Linked DNA regions of Sus scrofa: all the other regions are linked to region 2. The links are chromatin contacts, called in public Hi-C and HiChIP or PLAC-seq maps. All regions are on one chromosome and are shown on one strand. Each heading gives the region's core, a stretch centred on a gene start, on an enhancer-like site or on the middle of the called end of the contact. The rest is flanking DNA. Distances are from core to core; before and after follow the strand shown.

The links. A called contact is a pair of places that touch in the nucleus more often than the background predicts. HiChIP or PLAC-seq counts read pairs in DNA pulled down with a chosen protein or histone mark.
Region 1: an H3K27ac HiChIP or PLAC-seq map of skeletal muscle shows a contact between it and region 2. The contact joins the promoter of LDLRAP1 here to the promoter of MTFR1L in region 2. A contact is called at or near these places in 4 of 5 promoter capture datasets (fetal liver, fetal skeletal muscle and liver) and 1 of 2 datasets of contacts at active chromatin or transcription factors (skeletal muscle).
Region 3: a contact with region 2 is called in a Hi-C map of liver, with 11 times the contacts expected there. The contact joins the promoter of PAFAH2 here to the promoter of MTFR1L in region 2. A contact is called at or near these places in 1 of 5 promoter capture datasets (liver), 10 of 47 Hi-C or Micro-C datasets (embryonic fibroblasts, fetal skeletal muscle, heart right ventricle and 4 more) and 2 of 2 datasets of contacts at active chromatin or transcription factors (alveolar macrophages and skeletal muscle).

Annotation. Positions count from the first base shown.
Region 1 is chr6:83,029,286-83,031,985 of Sscrofa11.1, reverse strand. It overlaps LDLRAP1 (low density lipoprotein receptor adapter protein 1), which reads right to left and starts at 1,357. Exons shown (of 9, transcript XM_003127708.4): 1 at 1,153-1,357. The coding sequence starts at 1,240.
Region 2 is chr6:83,264,094-83,266,793 of Sscrofa11.1, reverse strand. MTFR1L (mitochondrial fission regulator 1-like) reads right to left here and starts at 1,443. Exons shown (of 7, transcript XM_021095596.1): 1 at 1,305-1,443.
Region 3 is chr6:83,445,511-83,448,263 of Sscrofa11.1, reverse strand. It overlaps PAFAH2 (platelet-activating factor acetylhydrolase 2, cytoplasmic), which reads left to right and starts at 1,297. Exons shown (of 11, transcript XM_005665126.3): 1 at 1,297-1,555.

The DNA of each region.
Region 1 (2,700 bases), core at 108-2,607, 230 kb after region 2:
GAGGCGGGGCAGGCGGGCTCCCTAGGCCCAGACACGCTGGCACTCCCGGGCCTGGGGAACTCGGGCTCCCCTGGTGGAGCCCTGGAAGGCAAAGAGGGAAGGGGGTGGGGTGTGACTATACTGACAGCAGTTTCCTGGTGCAGGAGAGGCCAGGGGCCAAGGCAGTTGGCAGAGGAGTGGGAGTGTGCAGGAGTCCTGGCTTTGGCTCCACATCTACCAGGATGGCAGGTGTGACCCCAGGCAAGCCACTCCGCTTCTCCTCATGAAAAACGAGGGACTTGGACTGGGTTTCTCAGGCCTCAGGGGAAGGTGCCAGGTGCCAGGTTCCCAGAGAGTAACTGGAGACAGGGAGAGGAGGGGAAGGCGGGCGAGGCTCCTCCCGGGCTCCCAGGGGCCCCTGGGAGAGGTGGCTCTGCCATTCCCCTGGGCGCCCAGGGACTTGGGAAGCTCAAGGGGGAAAGTGGGAGACAAAAGCAGGTTTCAAAAATAGCAGGATCTCAGCCCTGCCACCTGGACCCAACCAGAAGAAGGGACAACGGGGCCTAGATAGCCGGGTGTGCAATATCTTCTGAGACCCCAAGCTGAGCCTCACCCCCAACTTCAAGTAGGTACCTGGGAACCTAGGCTCACACCTGAGTCGGCTTCTGGGCGCCCAGGAGTCAAAAGATGGCCTCGTGGGTAGGACCGGGGTGGGGTGGGGGTTGCCAAGTGGGCTCCTGCCAGTCGCGGACCTCCGGGCTCGAGTGCAGGGGTGCGGGATGGGGGCATTTTCCTAAAAGCCTGCCCCCCCTCCCCCTCCCCCAGGTACCGACGGCGAGCTCCTGCCTCCCCTAGCTGTCCAAGGTGGGGAGACGCTGGGGCAGCGCAAGTTTGTTCTTGTGACCCGCAACCCCCTCACACTGCAGACCTCACCTGGCGACCCCGAGCTCCGGTCTCCTCCCCTCGTCCCCAGCCGCACAGAGTAGGGACAGAAGCGGGAATACAACTTGACCCCTGGCGACCCCTAACCCTGCAGGGCCGGGCAAGGTCGCGCCAGGCCGCGGGGCGCGGGTCAGGCCCTTCCTCTCCCCACGGGGCCCGCAGGAGGCGGGTCCGCGAGCCCCGACCCCCGCCCGGCCCCCGCCCGGCCCGGTTGGACGCGCACACACTCACTCCGGTGCCGGCCACTGCCCCCCCAGCTCTGCTTGGCCAGGCTGGGGCTTCGGATCAGCGCCCGCCCGGCGGACTTGAGCGCGTCCATGGCCGCTCTGGCCGCCGCTGCTGCTGCCACCGCCAAAACTCCGTCAGGGAAAACTTTCCGCCGGGGCCAGGCGGCGCGCGGGCTCCGCGCTCCTCCCCTCCCCGTGCGAGCTCCGCGCCGACGTCCGACGGGGCGGGGCGAGGGCCTGCCCGGCCCCGCCCCTGGCCCTGCCCCTGGCCCCCCCGCCGGGCCTTTGCCCTAGCTCCCCAAAGCTGTCAGACAAGGGCCCCCCCTGAGGCGGGAGCCGACAGTCCTAGGCGCCCCGTCTTTTCTTTCCTCTCCACAACTTCCTTATTTCCCACGGGGAGGAGCTTGAGGGTTGGAGACCCGCCGCACCCGTCGCGGGAGGCAGGCGCTGGCCTAAGATTTCTCGACAGCTGAAAAGTCGTTGAAAACCATTTCACTGATGGGGAGACTGAGGGGCGGAGAGAAGAAGAGGGTGACGCCCACTGCAGTGAGAGGCTTGGAAGGAGAGCTGACCGTGATAGAACTTTGCTGGCAACGGGGCAGGCAGACATATAAAGTTTGCCTTAGCAAGACCCGTTGGGCACTTGACTCACCCAACAGACCCAGCCTCTCCCTGGCACCATCTGGGCACTCTGGGCTGCCCCCTGCCCACCCTACTCCCCAAGTAGTCTCAGAGGTGGTGTGGCCTGAGTCTTATGCTCTGAGGTGTGGGGAAAGGAGCCTTAGCTCTGACGCTGCCTTGCTGTGTGACCTCGGGCAACTCCTTTCCCTCTCTGGGCCTTAATCTTTATCTGTAAAGTGAGATGAGATCCTACCTCTAGCGATTCTTTCAACCTGCCAGACCTTGACCCAGACGGTCCCCTGCTTGCTAGAAGGCACTTCAGTGGGAGTCTGGACTCAGAATTCCTCAAGCACAGATGTTCTAAGTCCAATATTTAGAATTCTCTCTAGGATCTTGTGCCTTCCCATCAGACTTTAGGAAGGGAGTCAAAAGGAGAGCACATATATTCAGACCATAGCCTGACTTCTTCTGTTGGTGAGATGCCACAGGCCTGAGTGTGGTTGTTGCCCGTTTCTACTCTTTTTGCCTCCGTCGCACTTTGTGTCCTTCGAGGGCAGTCAGTTTTTCTGATTCATTTCTGAATCCCAAATGCCTAGGAAGAAGTCCAAGTGGAGTTGGAATATAGTCAGTGTTTATTTTCTCCCTTCTTCCCTCCTTTCCTCCCTCTCTCCAGCTTTTCGCCCCAGCAGGCTGTCTTCTCCTGCCAGGGGCTGCAGTGAGGGCTAAGTAAGTCCGCAGGGCTGAACCCCCAGCTCTCTAACCCCAAGCCAGCTCATTCCTGGGGCAGAGAGAGGATATTCTGAAGCCTGAAGGAAAAGCAGTCACCTGGGGCTGGCTGGTGAAGGGCAGCTGGTGGCGTCCAGCTGGCCTGGGGAACCATATGGGCCCAGTAAACCAGCAAGCCTGGAAACTCTGTGCTGCAATGAAGGCT
Region 2 (2,700 bases), core at 194-2,693:
TCCAGGCTCTGGGCTGAAAGTCAGTGCCTGCCACAAGTTCCACACAACAGTGCTTCCCTGTGTTTCTCACTTTAGTCATGCAGCCACTTCTCCAAACTCACCTCCAAACTCAGTTGGACCTAACCCTCACATAACAGCCAGAGGCATCTTTCTAGAACTCCTGGCTAATCATGTTCCTGTCATGCTTAAAACCCACTGTGCTTGCTAGAGCCAAGAGGATAACATCTAGACTCCTCAGCATGGCTTGCAGGGCCTCGGCAGTCAGGCCCAACCTCATCTTCACCCTTCTCTGTCCTGTCTACCCACTCACCGCATTCATCCTCCAGGGCCTGTCCACTCTGGCCCCCGCACACTTCATAGCCACACCTGCTTTCCCCTTGCCCTCCAACCACACTGGCCCTTCAGCCCTTCGATGGTCTTGTCTACACTATTCCCTCTGCTTCAAACACCAACACCCTCTTCACCAAGTTCATCCTTAATCATTCTTGGAGCTCAGCTCAAGCATCGCCTCCCCTTCCCTGACAGTCACCCCGAGGCACCCTGCGTTTCCTTTGGGGTCCTTCAGCAGTATCTAGGTAACGGTGTGCCGTGAAGTTTGCCCCAAGGGCGACGACTTCCCAGCAGGGCACAGCGCCTGCTCCATACACGGTAGGCACTTGAGCATTTCATTTGTCCAATCGAGAAACGGACGAGAACGCCGAGTTCAACCCTCCACCCCACCCCAAGTGCCCGGCTAGAAGACCCCCCAGCTTGCTGGCCGCGCTGGCCGCGCTGGCCGGCTCCGACCACTTCTGCGCCCCCACAGCCCCTTCCGAGGCTGCCGTCCCAGTGTTTACACACGGCCTCCCGCAGGAGCCGCAGCGCCTCCCGAGCGGGGCCTGGTCCCATCATCCCCGGTCTCCGCCGCGCCGACACTCTGCGCGACCCCAGGGACCTCGCCCGGGACACGCCTCCCCTCCCCCGCAACAGCCCGACCCGACAAGGCCAAGGTCGGCCAAGTTCTTGCCGCAGCTCCGGCGGCCCTTGGACCCACAGGCCCGGGGCCGGGTCCCGGCAGGAGCGAGGGGGCGTCCGAAACGAGCAGCCTCTGGCGCATCTGGGTGACTCCGGCGAGCAACTGCCTCCGGGGACTCCGTTTCCCCCCTGCCGAGTGAGGTGGACAACAGTGGCTGCCGCGAGAACCGGCGCGGGCACCGGAGCCGCGGGCACCGAACGCACAGCGCCTGGCATTCATTAGGCTGCGCGACGGCCGGACCCGGAAAGCCGCGCTTCCACTCTGGGGCGGCACTCGCACCTAGTCTCACCTCAGCCTCCGGCTCAGGACTCTCACCTCACGGCCCCTCCTACCGTAGCGGGCCGCCCAGCCTCTACCACCCTCACTTCCGCTGACCCGCCCCCCGGAAGCGATCCCTTGCAGCTGCGCACCGAGCCGCGGCCCCGCGCGCCCTGGGCAGGCCAGCCGCGGAGGGCGGGGCGGCGGCACGTGCCGATCCCGAGGGCGGAGACAAGCCCCGAGGCCACGCCCCCTGCCGTCCGAGCCTTGGGGAAAGTTGATCCCCGAGGTCCGCCCAGTCGCATCTCCCGCTGGTCTCGGCCTCCTTTCCCTCCTTACCACTCTCCACGCTTAGTCCGGCTCCAACCTCTGGAAAGGGCCTGTGTTGCTGCTTGGCCCCCACATTGATCGGTGTTTGCTCTTCCCAACTGTAGTGCAAACTTCAGAATCCTCCCTCTGGCATCCAAGGCCCCAGATTTAGTGCTTGCTTTGCCCCATCTCGCCCTGGTGGCTTCACAGTTCATACTTCCCAGCCAAGACCCTCTACAGTCTTCTCTGCGGCAAGAATGGGCCTTTCTTCCTCTGACTCTGCTCTCCAGGGCTTTGTAGCTTTCTTCTATTTTAGCAGTTAGGTATATCACAAAGACACACACAGGTATACTCAGTGAGTTGGATGATCAGATGGCTAGACTGGCAAGACACCAGATGCTTTGGGAAAGAGACTCACATTCCTTCCAGACTCACTCACCCACTCCCTCTTTGTGCTCAAAGCCTCAGAGTCCTGGTCTCCATGACATCCAGGCCTGGGTCACATGTCCTCATCTGACCTCAACACGTGGCTGTGCTTGGCTTCCAGGCTATAGTTCTTTGGTTGCAAGTCCTAGCTGCCAGAGACAGACTGGCTTCTTGGGGAGAGAAGCTGTGCATTCACACAGGCCTCACGCTCAGACTAATTGGTGCCTGCTGTTGCCCTCTTGAAATTAACAACAATTTTTTTTTTTTTTCAACAAAGGCCCTGCGTTTTCATTTTGCACTGATCCTGTAAACTCTGTAGCTGGCCGTGGTCAGAGACGGTGTCCACCCTGATCCCACCATATTTTAAATGATGAAATTTGGCTTCCATTTCCAACCCTCTTTCCAGGATGACAAACATGCTTTAACCATTACTTTCCTGTCCTGGGCAATGGCAGATCTTGCGAATTCGCTCTAGTTGCCTTTCCTTGGTGTGACAGATGCTATCTTGGTTCTTCATGAAGATCCCTTTTACCCAACCAGTGAATCATCCCCCAGCAACTCTACTGGCTGCTCACAGCTGCCCCATTTTCCAGAAAATTGCCCTTGCAGGAGGGAGAATGGAAGCCCTAACCTGGGAAGTTACTCTACCCCATAAGCCAATGACTACTAAAGGGTACAAGAGGCCAGTTTGG
Region 3 (2,753 bases), core at 48-2,547, 180 kb before region 2:
ACAGGCCACCAGGCAGGGCAGAGTGCCTAGTGGAGGGAAGAGCATGAATATAAGTGTGGAGGTAACAATAAGAACCTGATAGTCTTCTTTTTTTTTTTTGTCTTTTTGCCATTTCTTGGGCTGCTCCCCCGGCATATGGAGGTTCCCAGGCTAGAGGTCGAATGGGAGCTGTAGCCACCAGCCTATGCCAGAGCCACAGCAACGCATCTGTGACCTACACCACAGCCCACAGCAATGCCAGATCCTTAACCCACTGAGCGAGGCCACAGATCAAACCCGCAACCTCATGGTTCCTAGTCGGATTCATTTCTGCTGTACCACAACTAGGACTCCAGAACCTGCTAGTCCTGAGATTGGTGAGGAGGTGAACAGCTGGGGGTAGGGCAGAAGAGGGGCGATTCCTGGCAGAGAACACCACTGGCAATACTTCTGAGGAAGTAGGTGGGGGTCCAGGTTGGGGAGGACATTGAATGCCAAGCTAAGAAGTTAGTACTGCATTCAGTAGGTAGTAGGAAGCCTTTGAAAGTTTTTGAGCTGCTTGAATAATCCAGATTTCTTATGGAAGTTTACAAGGCTCCTGAGGATGTGGCCCTTCCTCCTCAGATATGACTCTTTATTCCATCCCGCATGCTCTGTGCTCCAGCTGGGGTGTAAAACATTCTTCACATTCTCAGTACCCCCGGTAAGTTCTATTCCTTCAGTTCTCAATTTTAACATTTCTGTAAAATCTCCAGGAAGCCGTGATAACACCGTTCCATTTCCCCAGGCCTGGGCAGGTGTTTCTTTACAAGAAGGCCCCCACAACCCCTTGGTTTTTCCCCATTAGAAAACGCACAGCACTGTGTAATTATTCATTTGTCCCAATCCTCTGCTGGACTGTGAATTCTTTTTAGGCTAGCGACAGTAACCTATTCACCATTGTGTCCCTAAGAACCGGCAAAGCGAGGATGGACGGAGGGGCTGGTGGGACAGCGCGGGATCTCTCAGGATCCTCTCAGTTCTGGCCATGCATTTCTGTAGGACAATGGAATATCACGTGTCAACAGGTACAGGTTGGTGGGGAATGTGCCCTGAATTTGAATGAGCAGTTTTATACTCTCACAGGAAGCAAAGTGGGGAACACAAAACAAGATCAGACTTATTCCCTGAGAATAAAAAAAAAGCTCCAGCTACCCTCAGACACACCCAGGGATTATTTGAGGAACAATTAGGCGGAGGGTTACTAACCGGAACTATAAACCGTAATCCTCCGCTCAGGCTTTCATAATCGACCACCAGGTGGAGGAATTGTACCGCATCCCGGCCTTGGGGTTGCGCCCAACGATGAGGGGGGCCGTGTGGAATTTTGGGGATTGTAGTCCTAGGGTCTTTATGGGCAATCTCGCGCGGTGCACCTCGGGAGTTATAGTTCCGGACAGAGGGGCGGGACACGTTTTTAAGCGCTAAGGTTGAGTTGTGGAAACTACAACTACCGAAGGGCCAGGGGCTCCGGGGCAGCGTCTCGATTCCGTTGAGGTGATAGTCTGGGCTGCTTCTGAGGGATCACCTTGACTGGGTAAGTTTGATTGGAGAAAACTTTTATTCTGAACTGAAGTGTCTGCGGAGTTTCTCATATTCCAGCCCGGTTTGGAGACTCCTCCTCTCAATCCTAGCAACTGCACATTACTTTCTGTTTCCTGTTGAGACACCTCGAGTATCCACCCGCATCCTTCATTCTCCCACTGTCATCTTGCGCTGTCACTCCCCCAGCTGCCCCGGAATCCCACGGTGAGCGGAGTCCACAGCCCCACCCTGAGCCCACGGCGTCACCCCTCTGAAACCTGGGCTTCCTTGTGCGCTGCCCCTTCTGTGTGCTTCATTCTTGCCCTAACTTTTCTGTTTTTCATGCTAGTGGAAGAAGGGTCACCATTCCTTCTCAATCCACGGAAGAGCCCAGGACTTAAAGTCAGCAGACCGGGGTTTGATTCCAGCTCTGCAGCTCTCTCGCAGTGTGACTGGGCTAATCATACGACTTCTCTGGGACTCACTCTCTTTGTCTGCCAAGTGGAGGTGACAGTTGCTCTCTCAGTCTTAGCTTGAGGCTGTCTTATGGAGCCAGTAGACTAATATGTGTGAAAGTGCTGTATAAACTGTAAAGCCTCCACAAGCGAGAGCGATCATTTTTATGATAATTATGAATGTTCTAGAATGCTCTCTTGGCTCCTTTTATAGTTCCGCCCCATTGTTGCTCAAACTTGCCATCGAGTGTTTGGCGGCTCCATTTTCTAAGAACAGGATGGTATTACTCACTCCCTCAGAGACCAAACTTCAGACTAATGAGCTTTAAGTCTCCAGAGAGCTTTGTCTGAAAGGAAGTCCCAGAGAAATGCTTATCTTGGACTCTGTCCTGAAATAGCCAGTGATGAAAAGTCCAGGCAGCTGGCAGAAGGGCGGTCCCTGTTCACTGGAAATGGGGCCCCACCAGGAGATGGACAGCTGCAGCGCAAGTCCTGTCCATTCCCTCTGGGCTCTTCTGGGCCTGTTTAGTAGACTCTGGTTTTGGTAGGAGTGTCTCAGGCCTGAAAAGGCTGGGAGGAAAGAAACCATTTTGTCAAAGGGTGTAATCCAGAAAAACCAGAAAAATCTGGGAGTGTGGGAGGGGGTATAAAAAAAAAGCTTGGCTGGGCCTGATGAGAGACATAGCATTGTTAATGAATCCCTAACGTTTTATGAGCACGTAAAATGTACCAAGTCCTAGGCAAAATCAATTTTCT